Regions from separate parts of the Mus musculus genome. Here region 1 is linked to region 2. The links are chromatin contacts, called in public promoter capture Hi-C maps. All regions are on one chromosome and are shown on one strand. The core of a region is the stretch at or near the end of the contact, and the rest is flanking DNA. Distances in the headings are between cores, read along the strand shown.

Region 1 (2,700 bases), core at 102-2,601, 54 kb before region 2:
TACATTTAATAACATGACAAAGCTAGGTCGTTGAGCTTTAAGGGTCTTTGTGTTTTCAAGTCACATCAACCCATGTTCATAATCACCAATGCCACCAACTAGTTCTATGTTTTCTATGATTAAAAAAGAGTCTATCGACTGGTGCCAAGGTAGTTTTGATTTTTGTAGTATCTAGGCTTTAAAGAAGAAACTAGTATGACAAATATGACAAATTGACTGGTGCCAAGGTAGTTTTGATTTTTGTAGTATCTAGGCTTTAAAGAAGAAACTAGTATGACAAATATGACTGCAGCAAAATACTTGCAATCGACTCATAACTACTCTAATTTATATACTAGCTACTTTAATTTTCAATCTTAACCTGAGCAGATTGCAATTATAAATTTCTGATAAGTGGGAAGCCTGGTGGGAGAGGAGTTATACTTTTTGAATTGGGCTCTGCAAGTTAAGCCATCCATGCCCTGTTAACTCTCCTGGAAGCTAAGGTCAAACACCCGCAAAGGTCGCTCTTCGATGTTGGTTTAAGGGAGAAGAGATCTGACCAACGATTAAAGTGAAACGCAGATTAATGAACTCACAAGAGCAAACAGGAGGGTGCAAGATGTTGAAAGACTGCCTGAAAGACTGCACAAACGCTGCTCGGAAGTAGACTACAAAGTTGGAAAAGCAAAATCACACACGCCCTGGGTCACGACCACTGCAACTCCCAGGACCAGAGGGGGGTGGCCTGTGAGTCCCGGAAGCCGCTGCGTGGCTGCAGCGCTGCCTGTCCCAGCACGTAGGGGAGGACGCGCGGCCAGGGACTGCGAGCAAGTGAGCGAGCACGGGGCGGACGTGCAGCAGAAAAGTTCAGGAACTCCCCCGGGAAGCCGGAGCCACGCCCACCGCATGATTGGCGTGCGAGGGGGCGGGGCCGCGCGGAGAGGGGGGAGTCGGGCGGCGCGCGCGCGCACGCGGGAAGGCCGGCCGCAGGCGGAGGGCGGTGGAGGGGTTCCCCCGGGTACCTGCGCTGGAAGTCCGCGGCGAAGGGCTTCAGGTACGGGTCAATCTCCAGGAGTCGGGCCAGCTCCGGCACGTCGGCCAAGGCGGCCTCCAGACGAGCATCGGGGCCCGTTTCCCCTGCCGCAGGAGCCGCCGGCGCCGCCATCTTCGCCGCAGCAGCCCGAGTAGCCGAGGCCCGAGAGGGTCGAGTGGGCCGAGTGGAGTGCGAGCGGCAGGGCGGAGCCGGGCGAGCCTAGGCGAGCCGCCGGGGACTTGCCCTTTATAGCGGCGGAGCGGGCCAGGGTGAGCCCGGGACACACGTCCTCAGCGCGGGCCCCCGCCCACTCACGGGGCCGGCCCCTGGAGCCCTGAACTGTGCTGGCTGGCCACCGGGAGGCGGGTCTCACCAGTCCCTGTCCCTTCCCCTTCCTGCCCGGTGGTCACCTCTCCTCAAACACCTGCTCTCATTTCTGAGTTTTGTTTTTCCTAGGGCGATGGTTTTCAAAAAGTGGGAAATTCACCTGGACCACGGTTAAAAGTCGACAACGCGAAACTATTTAGAATCTTAATGTCATTTAACAACCCTACGGCCCTAACCTTAATGTGTCTCAAGAGTTTAACCAAGAGAGTCTTTAAAGATTTTTGCATAGATAAGCATGGATAGCCAGCCAGGTCCCTGAAGTCACAGTAAGAACAAGAACTTTCCTGGTTCCCTGTACTGAAATCAGGCATTTGTGTTTCACCAACCAAACTGTCTTTGATGAGACATGACTGGGAGAACATCATTAAAGTGGACTGCACTCTCCTGCTTAATCACAGTGATGAAGCAAAAACTTTTCTGGCCAAGCTCCCAAGTATAACTACCCTGTGTCCTTTCTGTCCAGTGGTTCCTTTGCAAGAATACAGAATGGGGGCTTGATGCCATGATGGCTCACTAGGTAAAAAGTGCTTGCCACAAGGCATATAACTGGAATTATATTCCCAGAACCCACGGTCTGGAAAGAGGAAACCAACTTTCAAATATTTTCCACCCTGCCACATATATACTGATACACAGACATACAAAAAAATTTTTTTTTAAGAATACAGATTTTGACACAAGGAGAAATGGACGCTGCTACTCAGGAGGCTGCAAGTTACTTTGCACCTCAAAACTGGACAGGCTTGAGTATAATTTTCTCAGTTGAAATCTGGAAATGTAAAATCCTATCGCTTCTCGGCCTTTTGGCTAAGATCAAGTGTAGTAAAATCTTAGCGTCTAGGAAGAAGGAACAGTATTGACCAGCCTTGGGATATAAACATTTAAAACAGGGTTTGTGATGAACTTAAGAAAGAAAAATATTCACTTCGATGTGAATAGCTAAAGGTCTTAGATAAAGGTATATATATATCTACAAATGGGGGGGGGCTTGAACCCAGAAATAAAGTACCTAGTAGACACCCAATTCTGTAACTTCATTTTTTACTTTCATAACTCTAAATTTTCATCACTTCACACTGAAATTTCCACTTGGCTGACTAAGAAACCTGAACCAACTATCTTCTTCATAGCATAAGCGTTCACCTGTTAAGGTAAAACCAAAGCACTGATTAGGAAGGGAAAAGGGAAGGGGTGAGAAAATAAAAATAAAGTTTTCCTGAATAAACACTACCTAAAATCAGCTTTTATCACTTTTATACAGACTGATAATCACCCATAAATTACCATTTTTACCCACT
Region 2 (2,700 bases), core at 192-2,691:
AAAAATAGGCACTTTCCTGAAGCAAATACAGAATTAATCAAAAGAGTGACATCTAATTACAGGGAAGTCCTGGGCTAACAAATATAGAGGTCTAAGAAAAATAAGAAAATTAACATTTAATCTGAAAGGGTTAAAGTGTGCCATGATTATCTTAGAAATTGAAATGGAAATGTTCTTTCCTGGCCATAATGAATCAACCCTAAAGTCCAAAGCTGTTAAGGACCAAGGACAAAGGCAACTCAATAAAACCACATGGATTTTTTTTTCATCATTCCACTTGTCTAGAGTCAGAGCTGAAAATGAGTTTAGAAATAATCTATCCCAACTTCTCATTTCCCAGATAAGAAAACTGACATACAGAGACATTATAAAATTTCCACTCATCTGGAAATAAAAAGCAAACTCCAGCTTAGACTGAATGTCTGCCCATCCCTAACATGGGGGTCTGTAAGTCAGAAATGTGTCCAATCACAAACTCAGATCAGTCTGAGCAACTGTTTTCATCTTAAGAAGATAACTCTTAGTTGACATTTATGGGTGAATCAGTATGTATCTGTATATGTGTAAAGGCACAAGCAGGGCTTTTCCAAACAGCATACTGGAACCACATTAGACCAGACTGTCTCAGGGCAAAGGAATCCTCTGAATGCTGTGTGTTTTGAAATAATCGGAAGAAAACTGTCCAGATCCACACTTCTTTCCAGATGGTTGTTTGCTTATCTTGCAACATTCAACCTTTGTTCTTTGAAAAGCAGTTTAAAAATGTTTTTGTTATTTTGATCTCTTTAATATTTAGGGCTTTTTCCCACAATATATTTAAGGATTCTTTCTTACTTGTCATAGTATATCTGTTTCTTTGTGTGTTTCTTTTGGTAATTAACATTCCTAAAATGACTGATTGCTTCATTTTTAATTGATAATTTTGACAAGAGCTAGAACGTGTATGAGATGAACTATTTCTGAGATGTAATGAAAAATAACCGGTCATGGGAAAACTGTGTGTTGCAGTTAGAGAATAATTTACTGTCCATGAGGAAGTAATACCAAAGGAAAGCAAAGAAATGTCATTTTTAAGTCATAATATAAGATGCAGGGGCTTTTAAAATGACCCACACAAATCATGTAAATAGTGCACTGAATAAAAAGAGGAGAGATAAATATAAATATGAAAGTGCTATGCTGTTTACTTTTGCTTTTAGATTTTGACCTAATTAGGCTATATTACAAGAATTGACAGTAAGACAATGTTCTCACCTTCAGTGCCACACTCTGCATTCACAGTGGGAATGATTCTTAGATTTCATCTATTTAAAGTTTCCCCCTCTGCAAAGTTTAGACTATGTTCTTGACAAAATTAATCACACCCATAGATATATCAGTGTTCACTGATGCAGGACTCTAACAAGCCTACATGGAAAATCCCTGACTGTGTTCCTGTTTCCTCCCATCTGTCAACAGCAGGCTCAGTCTGCAAAAGCTTTCAGCTCTCACTCCAGCTTTATGGAATGTTGATATGAGGTGTACGAACCTCAGAAGATACAGGATCCAGACCTCTCTGTCACCAATCTGTCCAGGTTAAGCTGTTGTGATAAATTTCAGGACCCACATAACTTTTATTTTAGAAAAAAAGATTTTTCCAGAAAGGAATTTAATATAGTCTTAATAGGATTTTAATTTACTCTCTCTCTCGCTCTGTGTGTGTGCGTGCGTGTGTGTGTGTGTGCGCGTGCGTGCGTGTAGTGCTGGCAAGAAAGAAGACCACATTGTGGATAGTTCCATCCTTCTTAGAAGAGGGACCAAAATACCCATGGAAGGAGTTACAGAGACAAAGTTTGGAGCAGAGACTGAAGGAATGACCATCCAGATACTGCCCAACCTGGGGATCCATCCCATAAACAACAACTAAAACCAGACACTATTGTGGATGCCAACAAGAGCTTGCTGACAGGAGCCTGATATAGCTGTCTCCTGAGAGGCAGTACCTGACAAATACAGAAGTGGATGCTCACAGTCATCCATTAGTTGGAACACAGGGTCCCCAATGAAGGAACTAGAGAAAATACCCACGGAGCTGAGGGGGTTTGCAGCCCCATAGGAGGAACAACAATATGAACTAGCCAGTACCCCCAAGAGCTCACTGGGATTAAACCACCAACACATGAAACTCAAGAAGAATGAAGACCAAAGTGTGGACACTTTGCCTCTTCTTAGAATTGGGAACAAAACACCCATGGAAGGAGTTACAGAGACAAAGTTTGGAGCTGAGATGAAAGGATGGACAATCTAGAGATTTCCATACCCCGGGATCCATCCCATAATCAGCCTCCAAACACTGACACTATTGCATACACTAGCAAGATTTTGCTGAAAGGACCCTGATATAGCTGTCTCTTGTGAGGCTATGCCGGTGCCTGGAAAACACAGAAGTGGATGCTCACAGTCAGCTATTGGATGGATCACAGGGCCCCCAATGGAGGAGCTAGAGAAAGTATCCAAGGAACTAAAGGGGTCTGCAACCCTATAGGTGGAACAACAATATGAACTAACCAGTACCCCTGGAGCTCGTGTCTCTAGCTGCATATGTATCAGAAGATGGCCTAGTTGGCCATCATTGGTAAGAGAGGCCCCTTGGTCTTGCAAACTTTATATGCCTCAGTATGGGAACGCTAGGGCCAAGAAGTAGGAGTGGATGGGTAGGGG

Evidence for each region. Promoter capture Hi-C pulls out the DNA fragments that hold promoters and counts their contacts.
Region 1: a promoter capture Hi-C map of liver shows a contact between it and region 2, with 2.1 times the contacts expected there. The contact joins the promoter of Gbe1 here to the enhancer-like site in region 2. A contact is called at or near these places in 4 of 39 promoter capture datasets (3T3-L1-derived adipocytes, liver and macrophages), 3 of 484 Hi-C or Micro-C datasets (the HL-1 cell line and liver), 1 of 115 datasets of contacts at active chromatin or transcription factors (the 230-238 cell line) and 1 of 9 other capture datasets (pancreatic islet).

The regions. Positions count from the first base shown.
Region 1 is chr16:70,312,600-70,315,299 of GRCm38.p6, reverse strand. Gbe1 (glucan (1,4-alpha-), branching enzyme 1) reads right to left here and starts at 1,351. Exons shown (of 16, transcript NM_028803.4): 1 at 1,005-1,351. The coding sequence starts at 1,147.
Region 2 is chr16:70,258,317-70,261,016 of GRCm38.p6, reverse strand. No RefSeq gene overlaps it. Among named protein-coding and RNA genes, the nearest start is that of Gm36766, 35 kb to the right of the region's middle. Within about 2 kb of position 1,441, at least 7 of the 459 cell types and tissues checked have an H3K27ac peak or open chromatin away from gene starts, as enhancers often do. A contact at or near this core is called in liver, where this site is marked.